Linked DNA regions of Triticum aestivum: region 2 is linked to region 1. Evidence: chromatin contacts called from public Hi-C data. All regions are on one chromosome and are shown on one strand. The core of a region is the stretch at or near the end of the contact, and the rest is flanking DNA. Distances in the headings are between cores, read along the strand shown. Region 1 holds the start of LOC123065461 (zinc-finger homeodomain protein 5). Region 2 holds the start of LOC123070193 (polygalacturonase At1g48100).

Region 1 (6,711 bases), core at 1,482-3,981:
AGAAGATGAAGAGAGACTTTCATGTGGGGTCAGTTCATTTGAGGACTTAAATTTGAGGGTTCGGTTAGGTCCGATCATCATTTAACTTCTCAAACTATAATGAGTTGAGTTTAAAGGAGCATATAAGTAGTTAAAATAAGAGATCGGTTAGAGATGCCCTAAGTGCATTAGTTTATGGCATAGAGAGTACGAGACCATACGTTCTAGAGAGTTAAAAGATTCATTACTAAAAGAAGCATGATTTATAGTTGAGTTTAAAGGAGCATAACCATGGCCACTAAATTATGTATCTAAGTTAAGTTGTTCTTTTAAGACACCCAAACGGTATCTAACATCTTATGTTTACCAAGATAAACATAGCTAGTACAATTAACCAACCACAAGATACAGAACGATAAGATATAAAATTACAACAAAAACCACATTGGTCATCTTATTAATTCCGTTGTATGCCGATGGTCAGAGCTTGAAAATTGCAATAAACCGACAATAAAGGAAATTGACACGTGCAAACGACCTCGTCAAACAGGGCTTTGAAGGTTAAAAAAAGGTACTTGCCGCTAAAAATGAGATCTGGTAACCAACGAAGAAACATAAAAAACATCGACTGAGGCATCACCTCGCGTAATCCAAACTTGCAATCCTTCACCACATGTCAAGAGAGTTGGAGAAAACAGACCATGCCACACACAAAAAGTCAAAAGAAGAGGTTGATTGTAACGCTCCGGACACACTCGTCAGTTACTGGCCGTTGCACCTGACGGATCTAGACTGGCCTCACAGATCAATACTAGTCTTTTCTGTGCACTTTGTCCTCACTCATGCGCACCTGGGACCAACTTTCCAGTCGGTCATCTATCCTGAAATTGCTCCAAGATGAGCACGCTTAACTTTGGAGTTCTTTTCGAATTGGCTCCCGGAAAAGAAAGAATTCCTTATTGATATCAGTAGTCTATCATCCTATTAAACCAGGCTATCACATACACCCACACTCAAAGGAACCGACGTCCATGTCGGGCCATGGGAACGTTCCCTCTTGGCATATACGGTCTCTAATACCAACTTGTAACGCCTCGGACACACCCGCCTGTTACTAGCCATTACTCGTGACAGGATCTAGACCGGACCCATAAATCAATATTAGTCTTTTATGTGCACTTTATGCTCACTCATGCGCAACTAGGACTGAAATTGCTCCAAGCTGAGCACGCTTAACTTTGGAGTTCTTTCTGAATTGGCTCCCGGAAAAGAAGAAATTATTTATTGATATGAGTAGTTTATCATCCCTATTAAGCTAGACAATCACATTGATGTCATCACGCCAAAATCGAGCTAACTCCTTCCCTTGATTGCACGCCAACACCAAGATCCAAAGAGGGACAACAAAACTAGCAGCGCCTACCCTTATAGGCCCTTCATTGGTGTCGGATCATACGCCGTCGAGGTAGGGAGAGGCAGGAGAGACCTTATTCTGACGCGCCATCAACGCCAACGCCTCGTTGATTCCTTTAGGGAACAAAAACCTAAGTCAAATAAGGATCTACTAGAACTAAATGAAACTAGCAGGTTCCCAATACTCTAGCTAACGACAAGGTCGTAAACCGCGATAGAAGGGGGGGCGAGGTTGTGGTGTGGATGAGACGTTAGATGCTTGCCGGGGTTGGGGAAAAGGGAGCGACTCGTTGAGTTCAATTGTTTGTACCATCCTAAAAAATGTCAGCATGCTAATTAAAACTGATACAATTAGTCAAACATGTGGGGGATTAACATAGAGGGGAGAGACAAGTTACAATCCAACATTGAGTTGGGGAAGGAGAAAGGCATGGAGCGTCGGTGGATATGGCAGCGGCCCTTCAGCCGTTGCGGGGTGTTGGCGAAGCCTCCCCCTTCCTTCTTCCCTATCTTGGTCCTTCCTCCATGGTGGATATGGTCTTGCTGCAACAATGGAGGTGTGACGACTCATGGAAGATAGATTTGAGATGGATGCCGGCGACTAGCGTTGGAGGTGTATAGATAGAAGGGCTCCATGGGCCTTCTCTATGGATGTGACTTCTCCCCTTTGATCCAAAGATTCTAGAGGAGCCCAATCCTCGCCCAATACCTCCCTTGGTTTCTAGGGAACTCGTAGGAACAAATATGGATAAAATCGGTGAATAATCATAGAAGTTATGGTTGATTCTTCGGTCAAAAATGGGTGGTATGCCCGTGCATGGTCGTAAAATACACAGAAATATTTCTTAAATACATGGTGAACATTTCTTTTAAATACACGGTGATCTTTTCTTAACATATGGTGACCATTTATCTAAATACATGGAGGACAATAATATGTTGAACTTTTTTAAGGCATAGGTTGAATTTTTGTAAAGATATGGTGAACGATTTTCAAATATACGATGAACATTGTTTTAAACACATGATGATCATTTTTCTTAAATACATTGTGATCGGTTTCTATAGATAAGTAAAATAAAAATTATTTTCCTAAATATATTTTAAATTTTCAAAATATATATAAACTGATGAAGTCGAAATGTCAAATAAAAATGGTAAGAAAAAGAAAGCCGACGAGTCTGACGAGACCGTACCAAATATATAACGCCAACGAAAGGAAAATCAGCAGTGTAATGCAGATGCAGACTCTTTCTCCGGCTGGCTGAGGGCGATATATAGACGCGCCCGACCACCTAGCGTGACGGTTCCCAGAAATATCCCAGACATGACCCCAACCGCGAGCACAACGTACGCACTATTCCCCACCAAAGACGTAATCGTCAGCCTTGGCGTGCTGCAGTTTGACAAGCACAAGCACACGCGCGCGCTCTATTTCTATACGCGCAATGGAATTCCAGGGAGAGGAGGACGGGGACGGCAGCGACGTGGGCGACGGCGCCCCGCCCGCGGCACCTCACCGCAGCGCCACCGCAAACGGGCCGGCAGACAACATGCAAGCGGAGGCGAGGCGGCAGTACCACGAGTGCCTCCGTAACCACGCGGCGGCCGCCGGCGGGCACGTCCTGGACGGATGCTGCGAGTTCATGCCGGCCTCTCCCGAGGACCCACTCGCATGCGCGGCCTGCGGCTGCCACCGCAGCTTCCACCGCCGCGACCCCTCGCCGAGGCGCGCCCACTTGCCGCTGCTGGCTGCCAGCGCGCGCGCACCATTGCTGCTCCCGCCGGCGGCGAGCAAGCACCCGCACCAGCGCTTGCCGTTCCCCTACGGCCTCGCGGCCAGCGGCGGCACCGGCACGACGACCGAGTCCTCCAGCGAGGAGCGTCGTGGGCCGTCGCCGGCACCGCGGAAGCGTTCCAGGACGACGTTCACGCGGGAGCAGAAGGAGCAGATGCTGGCGTTCGCGGAGCGCGTCGGGTGGAGGCTGCAGCGGCAGGACGAGGCGATGGTGGGGCATTTCTGCGCGCAGGCCGGGGTCCGGAGGCAGGCGCTCAAGGTCTGGATGCACAACAACAAGCAGAGTAGCAGCGGTAGGAGGCAGCAGCAGGAGAAGCAGCTTCAGGAGCATAGACAAGAGCAGCAGTAGCCATGGCAGGAGACAGGTTCCATAGTACAGTAGGAGGCAACGCTCCTCGCGCCCTTGTAAAGTTTTTAACTGTTGGAAAGTTCTTCTGTTCTTTTTCACTATCTTCTAATTGGGCTGATCACTGTTGCTTCTCTGTCATATCAGTGCACGATCATTCCTGGTAGGAGCATTGGTTGGATTGGATTGGATTGGGATATTTCTTTTGGTTATTTTTCTGTATACATTTTTTTACTATAATATAAAGAAAAACACTGTCTACACAATGTAGTACGCTGTATTTCATTTTATTTTCGAGTTGGTGAACTACGCTGTATTATAAGCCTTAATTCATATACTAGTGCCCTTAAAATTAAAGAAACCATGAGCACACTCATTCTGATAATCGCAACCGATGTGAAAGAGTTTCTATTGGATGGTTGATTTTGCGTTTACCGAATCAGAATGGCTTGCCGAGGCATGGCCATGGCCAGACAGCAGCTGGATTATACCAGGCTTAATACAAGTGGACGGTTAGATTTCCACGCGGGACAGGTAATCGCATTGCCTGTTGTGTCCGCATCTGTTATCTTTGAGTTGGATTACAAGGATTTTGTTTGAAGGAATTGTGAGGACCATGGTGCGAGGGAGGAAAGGTTGACAAGGATGCCATGGGTTGGATACCCCTCAAGATAACAGGCAAGCAAAAAGGAAAGAAACTTCAACATCTTGAGATCTTGCACCATTCGCAGCTTATAAATTCTTGAGAAGAGTTCCACTCGAATCTTCATGAGGTGAAAAGGACAAATAACCACTAGTTTTATAAATATGGATTGAGCTATACAACCATATAAGTGAAGATTTGGACATTAAATCATAACCGGTTTAAAATGTAACGGCCCTAACAGAGTGGCGGCCGTTAATATGAGCACGAAATTGATTCCGAATAGAAAGTGCTATCAGAAATTCACTGTCGACCATAAGAACAAGGTACTCCCTCCATATAAATATATCTAGCATAATACATTTTTGGAGATTGCCTTCGATCATTGATTAAAAAAATCAGAGACAAAAGACTTGCCCAATTCATTAATTATAAGGAGAAGGTGTTATAGACTCCAAGGTTGCGACCGAAACCCTAGCCGCCGCCCCATCTACTCCCCCTCTCGCGGTCGCCAAAGCGCGTCGTCCGGCAAAGCCCGTGTTGCGGCAGCAGCAGAGAGGTCCTGATCAGGGACGGCCTGTCCATGGAGGAGTTGGAGGGTTGTTGCGGGATGGTGAAGGAGATGTGTGCTCGAGTGGCGGTCTTTGTCAGGCGGTGCTCGACGGCGGCGTTGGTTATCCAACATAGTGATCTTCTATGGCGGCCCAGGCGGCCTAGGTCACCGGAGAACAGGGAGTCGGTGCATAGTCCTGAACGGTGGCGAGCTCGACATCAGATCCGGACCTGTCGTGTAGCAGCGTGAGTGATTTTTTTCAGGTTTTCATTAGGGAGTCTTCGAGTTTGGTTTGTGGTGGTGATGTGTCCTATTTATTACCACTTTTTATTAGTGTTTTTTGTCGTAGGCGTCGGTTTTGTCTGAATTTTATCGTATTTGCACACGTCTTTTTGTCTGTTTTTGCATGGATTCCAACCATAAGAAGTTTTGAGGCATTAGGAGGAAAGTACAAGAATATGCGGTAAAAGATCACGTCAATTTATGTGATAAGAACCTACCATATGAAGCCACGAGTAAACAGGAAGAAAACCAGCCGCGTAGAGGGATCCAGAGAAGATGACGTCCATGCTCGTACCACGCTCGTGCCAGGAGGATCTTACCATAGGGGAATCCATTATAGCCGCCTCTGGTCGACTATATTACCCATATCTTCGGATGCGAGTATGATACACAAAGAGGCCACAGAATCCATCACATTGAAGAACCCCAGCCTCTGGAAGGGATCCGAACAGAGAATCGACAAAAAGGGCTTCGTCATGCCATCACCCTTTGCTATCATGTGCACACAAGTTCCCTTATACAATGTGTGAGATACTCATACACTTCGCACATGTTTGATTAGGTAGAACTGCATACAGGATATCGCACACAGTTTTCTTTTATTGCCTGTGCGCGATGGGCAACTGATCGCCCACATTCAGTTTCTGGGCGCACAAGTTTATTTTCCTACTGTTTGCGGTGTTGTCATCGCACACAGTCCGTCTGCACATAGTCCCATTGTGTATTAGTGATATGATCGACACGATTTGAGTTATGTGCCACAAATATTGTACCGTATTTTTTCTGAAACGTGAATCTACTGATACATTTTGTGTGATATATAACTAATATTTTGTTGACCAAATTAATAATCAAAGTTCTTGATATACATGCAAGTTTTATAAACTAGCATTAGAGTTGTCACGGTATCAGTTCCCTATCTTCGGTTGAATTATCAGGTACAAATGAAGAGATATATGAGAGTTTGCCCACATACGGTTATCTCCAAGGCAGAAACCCATTCCGCCCAATTTATTCGGACTGGACTGTCCGAACCATATTTAGCATCCATCGACTCCTCCATTTTGGGCTTCGATGGTCTGACATCCCCCAGCCCGGCCCCAAATGGAGGGGACTCTAGTTGTGCATCCATCCTCATCCACACAAAAACTCTACCTGGTCCCATCCCCATCCCATCCTCAACTCTCCTTCTCACTCTGTGACCCCAAGGTTGTCATCAAACCCACCTTAGACATTGTCGCCATTGCTACAACACCACCTCCATTGGATGTCGCCGCCAGAATGGATCTCTTCCGGCCCATGGACCTTACCCTATCGAACATCTTTGAGGTGCCGCCATCGGGCCGAATCCAATGAGCCTCAAACACTAAGACTCGCGCACCAACACCAAGACATGATAGGTCGATGAGGTGGCGCGCGCGAGCGAGATAGCTCCTCCTGCTCGTTGCGTCGTGATGCGATGTGGGTTCACCATATGTGTAGTGGTGTGATTGCACACTTTGATAATGATGATGGGCAATTATTTGTTCAGTTGCTTTTGTTTGAAATTGTTGAATCCGGGTAATGGAAAGCTTGAATTGCTTGTCATGAGCAATTTATCTTTAAACTGTTTGGAAGTGATACATGTATGGTTGAATTGCTTTTGATTGTTGCAAATTTATGAAATTTGACTTCGCAAAAAGGAGGGACAAATAGGT
Region 2 (6,711 bases), core at 2,762-5,261, 140 kb before region 1:
GTGTATATATGCACATGACGAGGCAATGGTGCAAAGGGTCGGAAGCATCACAACGACCACTCATGGATAAGCACCAACTAATGGATGAGGATACTATCTGTGTTTCAGCATATGTCATGGTATGACTGCAAGTTGTTCCCAGCAGGTTTTCCAATCTGCAGACAAGCTATGGGAGGGATGGTTGGAGTGAAGAGTTCCCCAAAAGCTTGCCAACAGAATGGATTGTTTAGGTGGTAGTGGGCTATTTGCACAGGTTTAAGTTGTACTCCTGTAAGTGTGATCCCTGAACAAGGTGAGCTGTCACTGCATGCAAAATGGAGAGGCTTGATTGTAAATGTCCCTCTGATGTTCTCATACTGAACGCCTGATACCGCCACTGCTGTTGTTTGATTTGTGCAGGTTCTTTTGTCGCAATAGAACTGGTCTATCATAATAGGTGTTTGAACTTCGGAGACTTGTATGTTTGAGAACCTTATGTCTTGAACCAGTCCTATACCGCCCTGCAAGGAGAATTCAATTGGTTTAGCTCAGTAGGTATTATGAGTTTATTCTGCATGCTCTTTCTTGAATTATTGATCTTACCTGCCAGGTCTTGATTCTGACACCAGTCATTGTTCTGAACATGTTGACATCTCTTACTGTTACATTAGAGACGCATGCTTTTGTGTTGTCCCGGCCTAGTCCACCAATGCTGATTCCATGGCCTGGTCCACAATTCACATTGTGTATGTATATGTTGCTACATCCTGTCTGGATGGAGATGCAATCGTCACCTGCATGGAACAAGACAAAAGATGCCATGTGATCTGTGCTATATACTCATTTTACTACTTTTGTGTAACTGCAAAAGATGCTTCGATACGATTCGTCGCCCTTTTCCAGTGTAGTCTGGAACTGCCCGTTGCACTGCAGAGCTTGCAGAACAGAGGGACATGCTTTCAGTTGATCATATGCCTTATATTATACTCCCTCCGTCCCATAATGTAAGACGTTTTTTCAAGCTAATATAGCTTGCAAAAACGTCTTACATTGTGGACGGAGGGAGTAGTTTGTTGGAATATATAAATTGTCTTGTGTTCTCAAATTCTGGTTGAAGATATGTTTCACGTGGACACGTGTTGGCAAAACAAAATTGCTGAACATAATATGAATGCATGCTAGATTGGTAAAATAAAATTCTTCTTGAAGTTAGTCATAAAGAGGAATTACCGCAAGCCAAGTTGGTATGATGAATGCTGACATCTTTGGAGTTCTGCAGGTGTATTCCGTCGGTGTTGAGACTGTTCTCAGGGGAGGATATTGTCAGGTCGTGGACCAGCACCCCTTGACAGTTGTCAAACTTGAGATGGCACTGTGAGCTGTTGACAATTGTGATGCCAGCCACTACGACATTTGAAGAACCATAGAGCCTCAATGCCTGCATCAGAGTATGGAATCAAAACTGCCAGATGTTTGTTTTGGTATACAGTACTGAATGTGCACTAAGATAGTGATCTTACCGTAGGTTTAACCCGTGGCATCCTCTCAAGCTCCTCATTGTACTGCTGGATTGTATCCAAGGTTAGTGATTAATAAACCAACTTTTGAATTGAGTGATTTAGTACTAAATGGTCGGGTCTTACCTTGTCGTCATCCTCATCGTCATTTGGGTCTGAGTAGGTCCACCACTGTTGCCCCCTACCATTTATGGTGCCACTGCCTTGAATTGATAATCCACTTAGTTTGGTGAATTCAAGCCATTGAAGCAAGCCAGAACCCCATGCTTTAGCATTTGTTGGGGCTAAGATCGTTCCTTCCAACTACAAAATTAGCACATCATTTAACCCCGTTATGTTTTTGTGTTTCACCTTTGCCAGATTGGAGTTTGTTTCTCTTTGTACACATGAAATTGTCGTTTCATTTGAATTATTTTGACATATCAAATATAGCATTGGAATCTTTTACATGCTCATAACATCAAGAAATCATTTCCCCTGCATATATAAGAGTACATACTACATAGGATGGCGTATCTATACTAACATACAAACTTTTATCTCTAGAATAAGGTGGGCTTGCAGGTGTTGTAAAAATCTAGTGCTTCTCTAGAATAAGGAGTCGTGCTGTTCAATGCAGGTAATGGGGAAAGCTTTTTCAGGTATATATTTGGCATTAGGTGCAGAATTACCTTTCTTTTTTGGGGTGGGGGTGGGGGGGGGGGGGGTGCAGAATTACCTGGAAAAGAATGTTTGGTTTGCAGTTAGGCCCAGAAAACGAGATTGGCCCAACAAGGAACTCTAGTTCTGATGGTACAAGAACTGTAGATGCTCCCAGCTTGCACACAGCAGCCCACGCGGCTTGAAAAGCCTGCATGCACACTAATTTATTAGAGATTTGTTCTCAAAAGACTAGACTCTTGTTCCATAAAATGAACCCAGCGACAAAACACACTTGTAGAGCTCAGATCCTTAAGCTAATCATAGTATATAGTTCCACTGTGCCCCTATGGTTTTGTCGAAATGAAAACTATCCAAAACCGTACCCAAAAAATGAGGATTTCTTTTGGCTGAAAAGAAGCCCAAATACACTGTTCAATGTTGGTGGAAGCTTATTTTTTGGAAACTTGCAATTCATCTCCCAATTTCCATGAGTTTAACTACCATTGAATCTTTTTTCTGGTATGCATTTTTGGATTTCAAGTATGCCTCTACATAAAACATTTCCACCTTTTTAATTTTTAAAATAAAATTTAAAGAACTGGTTTTTGAGAACTAACACTAAAAAAGGTACTGTTGGTTCATCCAATTTTTGCCATCGATATGTTTCTTGCGTGCAAAAATAATTTGAAAAAAAATATCGATATTTTCTTGTGAACCCTGAGTGGATGCCCCACTTTGTTCACCAAGAGAAATAAAAGAACAGTACCTGAGTGGATTCCTCAAAAAGGGAAAAATAAAAGAAAAGCCGTACCAGCTTGAAGTGTGTACATGTGAAGAACAGAACAATCCAAAAATAAACCAATAAAATTTCCAGTAAGCACAGGCAATCATGCAAATACTGACTACAGAAAGGTCTGTCACTAGTGACAATTTCCTGCGGCTTTGCACTGGAAATCATGCGAGGGTAGTCGATGATGATGGATCACAGGACTCAATGAAATGTACATCGGATCATATGTCCGGCAAAAATCCAAATCTTCACACTACCTGAAGTGCCACTCCAAATATACAAATACTGAAATTCTAATCTTAGAAAGCCCATGCCTAGTGGTACCTGTTTTCCTGGACTGATCAACACGGAGCGGTCATGCATGACATGCCTGATATGGATTACAAAAGGAAATGTGCAATGCAAAATGGAATTGGCAGTGAGAATTTCTGTGTCCGGGAATGCATGATGCTACACAAGTTAGCGAACAGCAATTTGAGGTGCAGTGATATTGACCGACCTTTGTATCGTCTGAAACTCCATCACCCTTGGCTCCGAAATCAACCACGTTAAACACCGCACCCGGTGAGGCCGAGGCCGCAGGTGGTCGCTGCGGCGGCGGCTGTCTGCCCTTTCCACAGCTTGGAGATGGAAGCTGTGGACTTGAATGTCCATTGCCTTTGTCAGGGCTCGGCTTCGGGCTCGGGCTCGGACTTACAGGTACATTGGGGCTTGGTTGGTATGGCGTCTGGTGTCCTTTGCCAACACCAGGGGGGCCTGGTGGCGGGCTTCGCCGGTTGCCCCCGTGCTGCCGGTGGGAGCTCCCCTTCTTTGCCTTCCCTTTCTTCTTGAGCAGAGAGGAGCTCGGTGAGCTCCTTGGCCTCCAATGCTTGCCTCTCCTCGCGTCGCAGACATCAATGGTGGAGCACAGAGCAAGCAAGACAAGGAGAAGCAGGAGGCCGAAGCCTTTTACTCTGAGCTTCATCCTTGTGTCTGTACCTGTTGGCTAGCTGTGTGGAGAGTGTTTGTACGTGCTTGGGGAGTAGATAAATAGACAGCATACACAAGAGGTGTGGATTGCTTGTGAGGAGGGAAAGACAGAGGCTTCTCTTTAAATAAAAAGCTTCAGGTTCAGGGCGGCCATGTTTGCGCCTCCCTCTCAAAAGATTAGATGAAAATGAATGCGGGAAATGGGGCCACAACTCACGTGCATGCAAGGGTCTTGTAGCTGCACAGGGAATGGGTAAGTGATGTCTTCTTGTTGCTTATGCTCCTCGCCATGATCATGTATGCTTGGCGATTTGTTTACGGCGGTTATTCAGTGAGGACTTGTCGGTGGTGAACCGCATCTATTATGACATTTCAGTAATCTCTCTCTGCTATAATCTCATCTATACCGTTTGCTCCGCATCTTCTTTGACACCGATTTACTGAAACAGGAATGAAGCATAAAATTTATTCACGAGCGGGGAGGAGTAATTTCGGCACCAGATTTTGTGGGGAAACAAAACGGACGTTGTCCTTTATATATATGCTTCCCTGTGGTCCAAGAGATCACGTGCAATTAGAGCGCGAGTATGTCCAGTTTGGCAGCTAATCCAAAAATCCATATGCATTATGGAGATACCAAGGTGATGTGCAAACTCATAGTTTTCATATTGGTTGTTTTCACATCGTGGGACCTACTCGTCAATAGGGCATCTTTTTCCCCCAAGCTCTCAATTGACTGCTAAAGTGATTTTTTCAGACAAAATCGTCATATCGAAGGTTATTATGCAGATCGGCCCAATATGAGGACTCGGCTAGAGTTGCTCTTACTAAAGTACGGAATTACTAACGCTCACAGGCATCTCGCTGAAGCAAAATATTTTTTGCTCTGTTTACAGCTCTAAGAAACAACGAGGGAAACAAGTAAAAAATAGTCATCTCAGGCAAACCTAACAGCTCACTTGCTTTGCAGAATTTAGTCAGTTTAGCCAGATGGCTATGAATGTGCTTTACCCGGCATCCTCGGCGGGTTTGCCCCCGTGTTGAATGATAGACATAGTTGTCCCTACGTTTAATCTATAGAGGTGCCATGCCAGATCCCTGCTCTTTTGTTTTTAACCTCTGGAAGATTGATGCGTCTCTGCCATGCCATTGCTGTGCACGCAGTGCAGTTATGCGTATGTGCCCACTTTTCGATCGGTTGCCAAAACCAAAGGCAGACATGTGATCGATCATTGACGGGACGAGCTAGCATCTAGCCGAGGCGGAGGCTAGTCCGTTCCTGAAGCATACGTACACCGTGCTCGTGGTCGTGGGATCGTGGCAACGGTTTTGAGCTGTGTACGTGAAGGTTAAGCTGTGGGAACGAAGCCCATCGAATCAACGTGTGGCCATGAACAGCCGCGCGACACAGGGCAAGAGGGCGCGGTAGAAGACGAGCGCGCACATGCCCGGGTCACATGGGGGCAACGGTCACGGGCGGAACGGAAGGGCCGCGCGTTTGTCCGCGCATCGGCCGGGCCGCAACCGATTCTCTTCTCCCGTGCTCCTTCGTTGTCCAATCATTCATCCATCCACCCATCCATCTCCGCCCTGCCGCTCATGGCCGTGCATCCTTGCTTATTAGTTGGCTTCCAAAATAGGTTGCCCCGCTCGGTCGGTGACTTGATCAGCCGTGACCTCTCCCCTAGGACAATGGGTGGTCGATGCCCACATTTTCAGCGCTATCTCCGTCTCCGAGACGATCAATCTCCACAGCCTACACGTCTCTTAACTTGTACGTGATGTGAACTGGTACATTTTGTGAAGGCAGACAGAGGCCATAAAAAAGGCCCTGAATCCACATGCCCTTGCTCAGAAACAATCACCGCCCCCTGCACTGCACTGCACCCGCCGCCAGGCGTTCTGTGCTGTCCCGGAGGTTCGCCAACACGTAACACGTAGGAGGAGTATGTGGCTACACGTCTGGTTTCCCTTACTGTCGCGTTCGCGCCTAATCTTCACTGATTTCTGCACTCGTCCTATTCTTTTATTGCACCGCTGCAGAATCCATTTGCAAGAATCTAATCTACGCTCAGATTGTCCTGGCACCTGTCCACCTTCTCTTCTTTATACATCCGCATACGGCAGGTGTTTGATTTATACGCACGCAAGTGTATCCTGGTCACAACAGCAGCATTGATAATCTGATTGATACAGCACTGCTGTACATCAGTATTATTACTTCGTTGTGGTTCATCTAATATAGCGTATACAGACAGACAATGGGAAGGCACAACTGCTCTCTGCACACGTGGTTACTAATTTTTTTTTTGAGACAAGTACACGTGGTTACTATAGTATGCAGTAACAAACACTCGACTGGTCACTCATCAGGCTAAGCCTCACAGGACGCACTTTTATCGCTAGCGGCAACCTGCTGGTTTGACGATAAATCGGCATTTAGCAGCAACTGCTCGGTGAAAGACAAATACTACTGGCAGGCACGGGGTCTGACGTCCACTGGTTAATTCTCAAGGCAACGACATACTCAGGGCTCCTCCTCCACCTCCTCCTCCTCTTCCAAGAAAAAAAGTTAGGGTTTGTGCCTCTCGCTGGCGCCGGCGCAGGTCCGCCTCGTCTCCGGTGGCCCTAGGGCCATGGAGGCGCGGTGGATCCTGGCAAGGGCCGGCGGGAGGGCTCCGTTTTTAGTCGTTTTTTTTAATCTTGTTAGGGTTTGTGTCCTACTCAGGAAGGCGAGACGGCGGCGGCTCCCTGAAGATGGAATAAAGGTCTCCCCGCCTAGCCCCCGTTCCAGCGGTGCGTCTAGCATCGTTG

What was found. A called contact is a pair of places that touch in the nucleus more often than the background predicts.
Region 2: a contact with region 1 is called in a Hi-C map of leaf, with 5 times the contacts expected there. The contact joins the promoter of LOC123070193 here to the promoter of LOC123065461 in region 1. A contact is called at or near these places in 4 of 5 Hi-C or Micro-C datasets (leaf, root and an unstated tissue) and 1 of 1 datasets of contacts at active chromatin or transcription factors (leaf).

What each region holds. Positions count from the first base shown.
Region 1 is chr3B:429,339,244-429,345,954 of IWGSC CS RefSeq v2.1, reverse strand. It overlaps LOC123065461 (zinc-finger homeodomain protein 5), which reads left to right and starts at 2,731. Exons shown (of 1, transcript XM_044488733.1): 1 at 2,731-3,797. The coding sequence starts at 2,841. The coding sequence ends at 3,539.
Region 2 is chr3B:429,478,912-429,485,622 of IWGSC CS RefSeq v2.1, reverse strand. It overlaps LOC123070193 (polygalacturonase At1g48100), which reads right to left and starts at 4,011. Exons shown (of 7, transcript XM_044493262.1): 1 at 3,428-4,011; 2 at 2,215-2,346; 3 at 1,623-1,799; 4 at 1,500-1,544; 5 at 1,210-1,417; 6 at 583-773; 7 at 1-500. The coding sequence starts at 3,892. The coding sequence ends at 105. LOC123070195 (a long non-coding RNA gene) reads left to right here and starts at 1,513. Exons shown (of 3, transcript XR_006433527.1): 1 at 1,513-1,560; 2 at 2,043-2,115; 3 at 4,347-6,676.